2 separate regions of the Mus musculus genome follow, and region 2 is linked to region 1. Evidence: chromatin contacts called from public HiChIP or PLAC-seq data. All regions are on one chromosome and are shown on one strand. The core of a region is the stretch at or near the end of the contact, and the rest is flanking DNA. Distances in the headings are between cores, read along the strand shown. Region 1 overlaps Cpne5 (copine V). Region 2 holds the start of Ppil1 (peptidylprolyl isomerase (cyclophilin)-like 1).

Evidence for each region. HiChIP or PLAC-seq counts read pairs in DNA pulled down with a chosen protein or histone mark.
Region 2: a contact with region 1 is called in an H3K27ac HiChIP or PLAC-seq map of embryonic stem cells, with 8 read pairs. The contact joins the promoter of Ppil1 here to the enhancer-like site in region 1. A contact is called at or near these places in 2 of 39 promoter capture datasets (embryonic stem cells and macrophages), 1 of 15 datasets of contacts at CTCF or cohesin (the NIH/3T3 cell line), 1 of 484 Hi-C or Micro-C datasets (female germline stem cells), 5 of 115 datasets of contacts at active chromatin or transcription factors (the SCID.adh cell line, bone marrow-derived macrophages and embryonic stem cells) and 3 of 9 other capture datasets (adipose tissue, liver and pancreatic islet).

What each region holds. Positions count from the first base shown.
Region 1 is chr17:29,211,888-29,215,075 of GRCm38.p6, reverse strand. The region is part of intron 3 of Cpne5 (copine V); the gene reads left to right. Among named protein-coding and RNA genes, the nearest start is that of Cpne5, 24 kb to the left of the region's middle. Within about 2 kb of position 1,470, at least 17 of the 459 cell types and tissues checked have an H3K27ac peak or open chromatin away from gene starts, as enhancers often do. A contact at or near this core is called in embryonic stem cells, where this site is marked.
Region 2 is chr17:29,262,337-29,265,524 of GRCm38.p6, reverse strand. It overlaps Ppil1 (peptidylprolyl isomerase (cyclophilin)-like 1), which reads left to right and starts at 1,554. Exons shown (of 4, transcript NM_026845.4): 1 at 1,554-1,653. The coding sequence starts at 1,598.

The sequences.
Region 1 (3,188 bases), core at 221-2,720:
CCACTGTCCTGACAGGCCAGTTGCCCCGGACCTTATGTGAGGTGAGGTGAGACCCTTGGCTGATCAGGGTCTGCTCTGACGAGCTCTGATGAGGACACGTGAGCATGAGGGCTCACCTGTTCCCAGAAATACCAATTCTTCTGTATAGCGGAGCCCCCTGGGAACCACTTAATTCAGTCCCCAAAGCAGTTTCAAGGCTTGCCTCCCTTTGAGGGTCTACTGGTCAGGATGATCTGAAGTTAATGCCGCTTAATTGGTGTTCTCGGGGCTTAGTCATGGGAGCTCATGGGAGCGGCTTCCTCGAAAAGCTTCACTGGGTCTGTTGCTAGGGACAAAGCCTTTCAGAGGGTAACTGCTCTTCTTTCCGGGGCGTCTTTTGGCTTATGCTTTTGATTCTCTCCCCAGGAGGCATCCCAGTCCTGAGGTCAGGGAGCCCCCTCCCCGACATTGCTCACCCCTCTCGGAGTAGCCTGGGAAGGTTCTCTAGCTTTTCTGCATCTATTTCATGTACTGATTTCCTGGCTCAGCACAGCCAAGGTGCATTTGGACCCCTGTGCTTGTGTGGGGCTTGCTTAGGGTTCATGGTGCACATGCTACAGGAGAGACCCTCTCTCTTGTCTCAGAGCCCAGAGCTTAGACCAAGCAGTGGTTCCGAATGGACTAGCGTGGTGGACAGGTGATTCTGAGGAAGTGTCCGGGCTCCAGGTTGAGATGGTGAGGGGCCTGGCCTCCTCCCTGCTCCCCTAGGATGGAAGGATGGAATGGGATGCACACAGCAGTTAGACTGCAGGCAGGCTTTGCTGCTCATACTTCATCTCCCCAAGGCCACTCTGTCTGGAGAACTCTGCAGTTCTATGTGAAATAATACAGCGTCCAGGTTGACACCCCCCCCCAACACACACCATTATCCATCATTTATTGTATTCTTGCCTTCATTAGCCAGAGTATGCATTGAGCCTGACAGGCACCCAGTGGCCTCTTAGAATTTTAAAATCTGTGTTTCAGCACACACACACACACACACACACACACCCCTTGCTGTTATTAGTCCAACTAATGAAAAAGCTTCCTTAGCAGGCCCCTGGGCTGTTGATTTCACAGTTGCAATGTACATATGTTAATTATGCCCGAATCCCAGCAATCCTTCAAGCCCCTCCACTTTCCAGGGACCTTCGGAGCCCCCCCTCCCATCCTGTTTCCAGGGGAACCCCCGTCTCCTTCTGCAGCAGAAAGCAGTCTCCAGGGAATTCCCCCCTTGTTGAAGCGTCAAGTGCCATTTTCAAAGCAGCCACTGTCATCCTCCCTGCCGGGCAAGGGGGGGGTGTCCGTGGACTGTGGGCTGGGGGTGGGCCGTGGAAGTGGGGTTGTCTGTCAGCCCTGGTAGGGGAATGCTTCAGGCTAGAGGCATTGAAGGAGAACAGCAGGAAGTCTGATCTTTCCAGAGAATTCTCTAAGACATAAGTGTTTACCTGCAGGACTCCCGCAAAGAAGCCATTAGGGGAAATTTTCCTTTTGTCTGAAGCCGGGAGGTTTACTTAGAAGGGGCGGGGAGCTTGTAGGAAATCCTTTGCAAAGGGTTGCATGTTTGTGACGTTGTTATGGAATTTATAGGAGAGACAGGAGCTGGGTTTTATTGAGGCTAGAGTGTGGTGTTCCCCTACCCCCACCCCCACCCCGAACCCATTGCTTGCACACAGCAGGGCTGTCCTCAGTCCTTGGAAAATAATCCACCTTCTCTGATTTTCATTTGCTTAGGTGGCTCCTCCCTCCAGTCAGGTGAGGTACAAAAAATATCCTGAGTTTCTCGCTCTGTGGCTGTGGGCAGGTTACCTAACCTTGCTGACTTATTTCCGTGTTCATGAGCCGGTAACAGCCCTCAGAATTTTTAAAGAATTAAACGAGATAGCTTAATGATCCCGTTGATCAATGAACGGGAGAAGCTGGGTAAATGTTAGTTTTCTCCCCCCCCCCCCCCCCCCCCCGGCCCAGTCCTCATTCATTAGCGGCTCTCAACCTCATCTGCTTATTAGCTGTATCTAGAGACCCTCCCGGGAGGATGTACAGTTGTTTGGGCCCCATGCACATCGATTCGACTTTAACTGGCCTGTGGGATGGCTGAGCGTGGATATATATATATATATATGTTTTTGAGACAGGGTTTCTCTTTGTAGCTCTGGCTGTTCTGGAACTTGCTCTGTGGACCAGACTGTCCTCAAACTCACAAAGATCTGCCTTACTCTGCCTCCCTGGCATGATCAAAGGCATGTGCCACTGCTACCTAGAAGGGATGTGGGTTTTTTGTTTGTTCTTTTGGTTTTTTTGTTGGTTTTTGTTTTGTTTTGTTTTGTTTTGTTTTGTTTTTTCGAGACAGGGTTTCTCTGTGTAGCCTTCCCTGGCTGTCCTGGAACTCACTCTGTAGACCAGGCTGGCCTCGAATTCAGAAATCCACCTGCCTCTGCCTCCCAAGTGCTGGGATTAAAGGCATGCGCCACCACCGCCCGGGGTAAGTATATATTTTTAAGCACCTGTTAAAGCATATATATATGCTCATTTATTTTACTCATTTCATGTTTGTGTGAATATACTCACACAAACATGAAATGAGCAAACATCCATTTAATTTGTCACACCCCAATGAGACAGCAAAGACAGCACCCAGCCAGGCACACAGTGACTCGGACATAAGTGTATGGGTAGATTCAGTGTGGCGACGCTGGCCAGGTGGGAGCCAGTCACGAATTGCAGACACTGAACTCACACATATGTTTATGCAGGTTGGGTAGGAGCTGGCTGCAGTGTGCACTTGTCTACGGAGGCTCATTAGTAACCCACTCTGGGCACTGAGCGCACTTCTTGCCTGCAGTTTGCAGAGTAGCTTAGTCAAAGAAGACTCTGAAAGAGGAGCAAGCAGCACTCCTCCGTGGTCTCCGCATTAGCTCCTGCCTTTAGGTTCCTGCCCTGCTTGAGTTCCTGTCTGACTTCCTCCCTGAGTTGTTTTGGCCATGACCTTTCACCATAGCAATAACAGCCCACTGCCTGGTCGGGGGTGGAGGGTGGGGCAGACAAAGGCTAAAGGCAAGATAGACCACACAGGGTCACTCAGATATGACACCATCTACCCCTGGAGCTCATGCCTGGAAAGGGAGGGAGGGAGGGATCTAGGGATCAGAGAGGAAGCCAGGAGAGAC
Region 2 (3,188 bases), core at 305-2,804, 50 kb before region 1:
ATGAGAAGTTTTTTTCTTCTGCTGTATGGGTCCCAGGTTGAATTCAGGTCTTCAGGTTTGGAAGCAGGTAACTTTACCCTCTGAGCCACCTTTCCGGTCCAAGAGACTGTTTTTAAAAATAATTTTCCTTAATCATGAAAAATGTCATTCTTAGGGATGGAGAAATGGTTCAGGTGCTCTGTTCCTAACCTCCATATGCCAGCTAGAGCCTGCATGTAATTCCAGTTCTGGGGGATCTGACACACTCTTCTGGCCTCTGTGGGCTCCTGTGTGCCCATACAAACCCAGATACACACACACACACACACACACAAAATAAATAAAAAATTAAAGTCTTTTTTATTTATCTGATCTTTAATGGGAGAGCCTCCCCAGAGTGTTCACCCACAGCTCTGTTGGCCTGTAAGTAAGTACCTTGCACACTACGGTTCAGATTGCTTCTCTTTAATATGCATTGCTCAATTTTCTGAAGAGCCGTAGGTTGTTAAGAGTAAGCATTTGCTCAATTTTTGCTTTGCTGTGCAGGAAGTGGGTGGGTGGGAGGGTAGATGCATCTTAGAACTCAGGAAGTCTTGTAAATATTTTCCTACTTCTTTGTTGTTAATTATGGGATGTTCAATATAAAATATACATTTCCCTCGTGGCTCACTGAACTTGGAGAGAGCTATTTGGGCTAGACTGGATGGCTAGCCAGCTCCCTGGATTCTTCCCCATGGTCTCTGCTTTCCCGGTTGCTGAGGCCGCAAGTGCATATCTACCTGGCATTTGCATGGGTCCTAGGGACCTAAATTCAAGTACTTTACCCACTAAGCCCTGTTAGGCAAGCCGTCTACTAACTGGCCTGCATTTCCAGCTCCAAGGATACCTCTCTGAGTAGTCCTAGCTATCCTGAAACTCGCTCTGTAGAAGAGACCTTGTACAGGCCTTGAACTCTGAGATCCCCCTGCCTCTGCCGCTCCAGCGCTGGGGGCGTGCACCACTATCTCCTGGGACAGTCATTTTAAGCTTTGTCTCTCTTCCCAGCCTTTTCCTCTTTCCACATGCTCTTTGCTTTTGGAGTCTGTGGGATCAGATTTGCCATGTGGCACTTAACGGCGGAGTCTCAGTTTTCTCCGCTGAAAAACGGGACTCCTGTCATCCACAGGATTGCTTTAAGGAATAGACGCTGGGCGTGGTGGTGCACGCCTTAAATCCCAGCACTCGGCAGACAGAAGCAGGCAGATCTTTTTGAGTTCAAAGCCAGCCAGGGGCATCACCCAAGTCTGGGAACTAGGAAATTCTCCAGCCCTCCAATCAGAGTGAAGAAGGTTGTTCCCGCCTTCCGCGCCAAAACAGACCAATCACTGTTCCGGAGCGTGGCGCGAATCGCCCCTGGAGAATCTTGCACTTGTCTGAGTTCCTGCACTGAGCATTTCGACTTGCAACCCTCTTCCCAGCCTAGAAAGAAGGATCCTTCGTCATTCTTGTCCCAGCGCCCTAAATCCTGTCAAGCAAACGGGCGGATCGGCGGGAACCGGAAGTGTGTGCCCAGGGGCGGGTCCCGGGTTAACTCCGCCGGAAGTAGTGATTGCTAGCGGGGGGGATACCTTCGCTCAGCATGGCGGCGATTCCCCCAGACACCTGGCAGCCGCCCAACGTCTACCTGGAGACTAGGTGAGGGTTGGAGGTGGGGGAGGAATTGGTGGAGGGGACGCGGGTTCGTGCCGCAGTGGCCGGCCTGACTCGCAGGTTGCCCGCACGCACAGAGCTGCGGCCGGGAGTACCTGTAAGTTCTGAAGGGACCTCAGGGGAGCCCCTCCAACATCCCGGAGACCTCGACGATTTCTATCTGCTGTCCTTTCCCCACGACGTTTATTAGTTCATTTACCTATATCCACCTTCCATCTTCATTCATTCATTCACTCACTCACTCATTTTTTTTCTCAACAAGTGTGTGTTGATCACACAAGCCATGCGCGTAGGACCTGGATTTTTGAAAACACAAATCTGGATTATGGTGAAGGAGACAGATGTGTAAACATCACGGGACAAGTAGAGTTGTCTGAACAAATTTCTTTGGAAGTAGAAGAAAATTTATTTTCTCCAAAATCCAAGAGTGATCTTTGAGCTGGGGATGCCCGAGGCCCCAAGCTCGGGCTACAGCACCATATATACTCGGTGTGGTTGCACAAGCCTGTAATCCTAGCACTCTGGAGGTGGAAGCAGGAGGATCAGAAGTCCAGGGGCTGGGCTGGGCTGGATAGAATAGACTGCTTACCTAACATTCTATTATATTTATATTAATATATAAAATTAAGCCACCTCCTAGTGCCTTGCCTCCCTTGTGTGTGATTGCGCTCAGTTTACTATTGCTAGCAGCTCCTGTCCCGAAGGCTTTGTATCACACACACCCCTCCAGTTTTAGCAGAGAAATGGTGCATTTTATAGATTTACCTGCAACCTGGTTTTCATACTGATTGAAGGGAACCCTGCTTGGAGCCTGGTCTGCCCTGTCTACTGACTTGAGCCCCATTTTGTCTGCCCTTGGCTCCTGAGTGTAGACATTAGGAAGGCACGCACCACTGCTCTCGCTCCCAGTTCTACAGAGTGCTCACATTGCTGGACCTCCTGAACCTGGGCCATACAGATTCTCCCCAGAGCTCAGTGGGTAATGTACAGCAGGAGCCCCCTGCCTTGTTTTATCCTTAAAGGCACTAAGAGAAGAGAATAAAAGCACTCGTATGGGTGTATGTGGACATTTGAAGTAACCAGCCTATTTGCTTTACACATTCTCTTTAGATTTGATTTTTTTTAAAGATATATTTATTTATTTTATTTATATGAGTACACTGTACCTGTCTTCAGACACACCAGAAGAGGACATCAGATCCCATTACAGATGGTTGTGAGCCACCATGTGGTTGCTGGGAATTGAATTCAGGACCTCTGGGAGAGCATCTCTCCACTGAGCCATCTCTCCAGCCCTAGATTTGTCTTTTAATTATGTGTGTGTGCACATGAGTTCAGAGGCCAGAGGTATTGGAAACCATGGAGATGGGGGGTACAGGTGGCTGTGAGCCCCCTGGTGGAGTGCTGGGATCTGAAGTGTGGTCCTCCCGAAGAGCAGGACATGCTCTTAGGAGCTGAGTCGTCTCCACCAGTGTGACCCACTCTTTAACACAAGGGCTGCTTTATTTTTCTATTCAAGT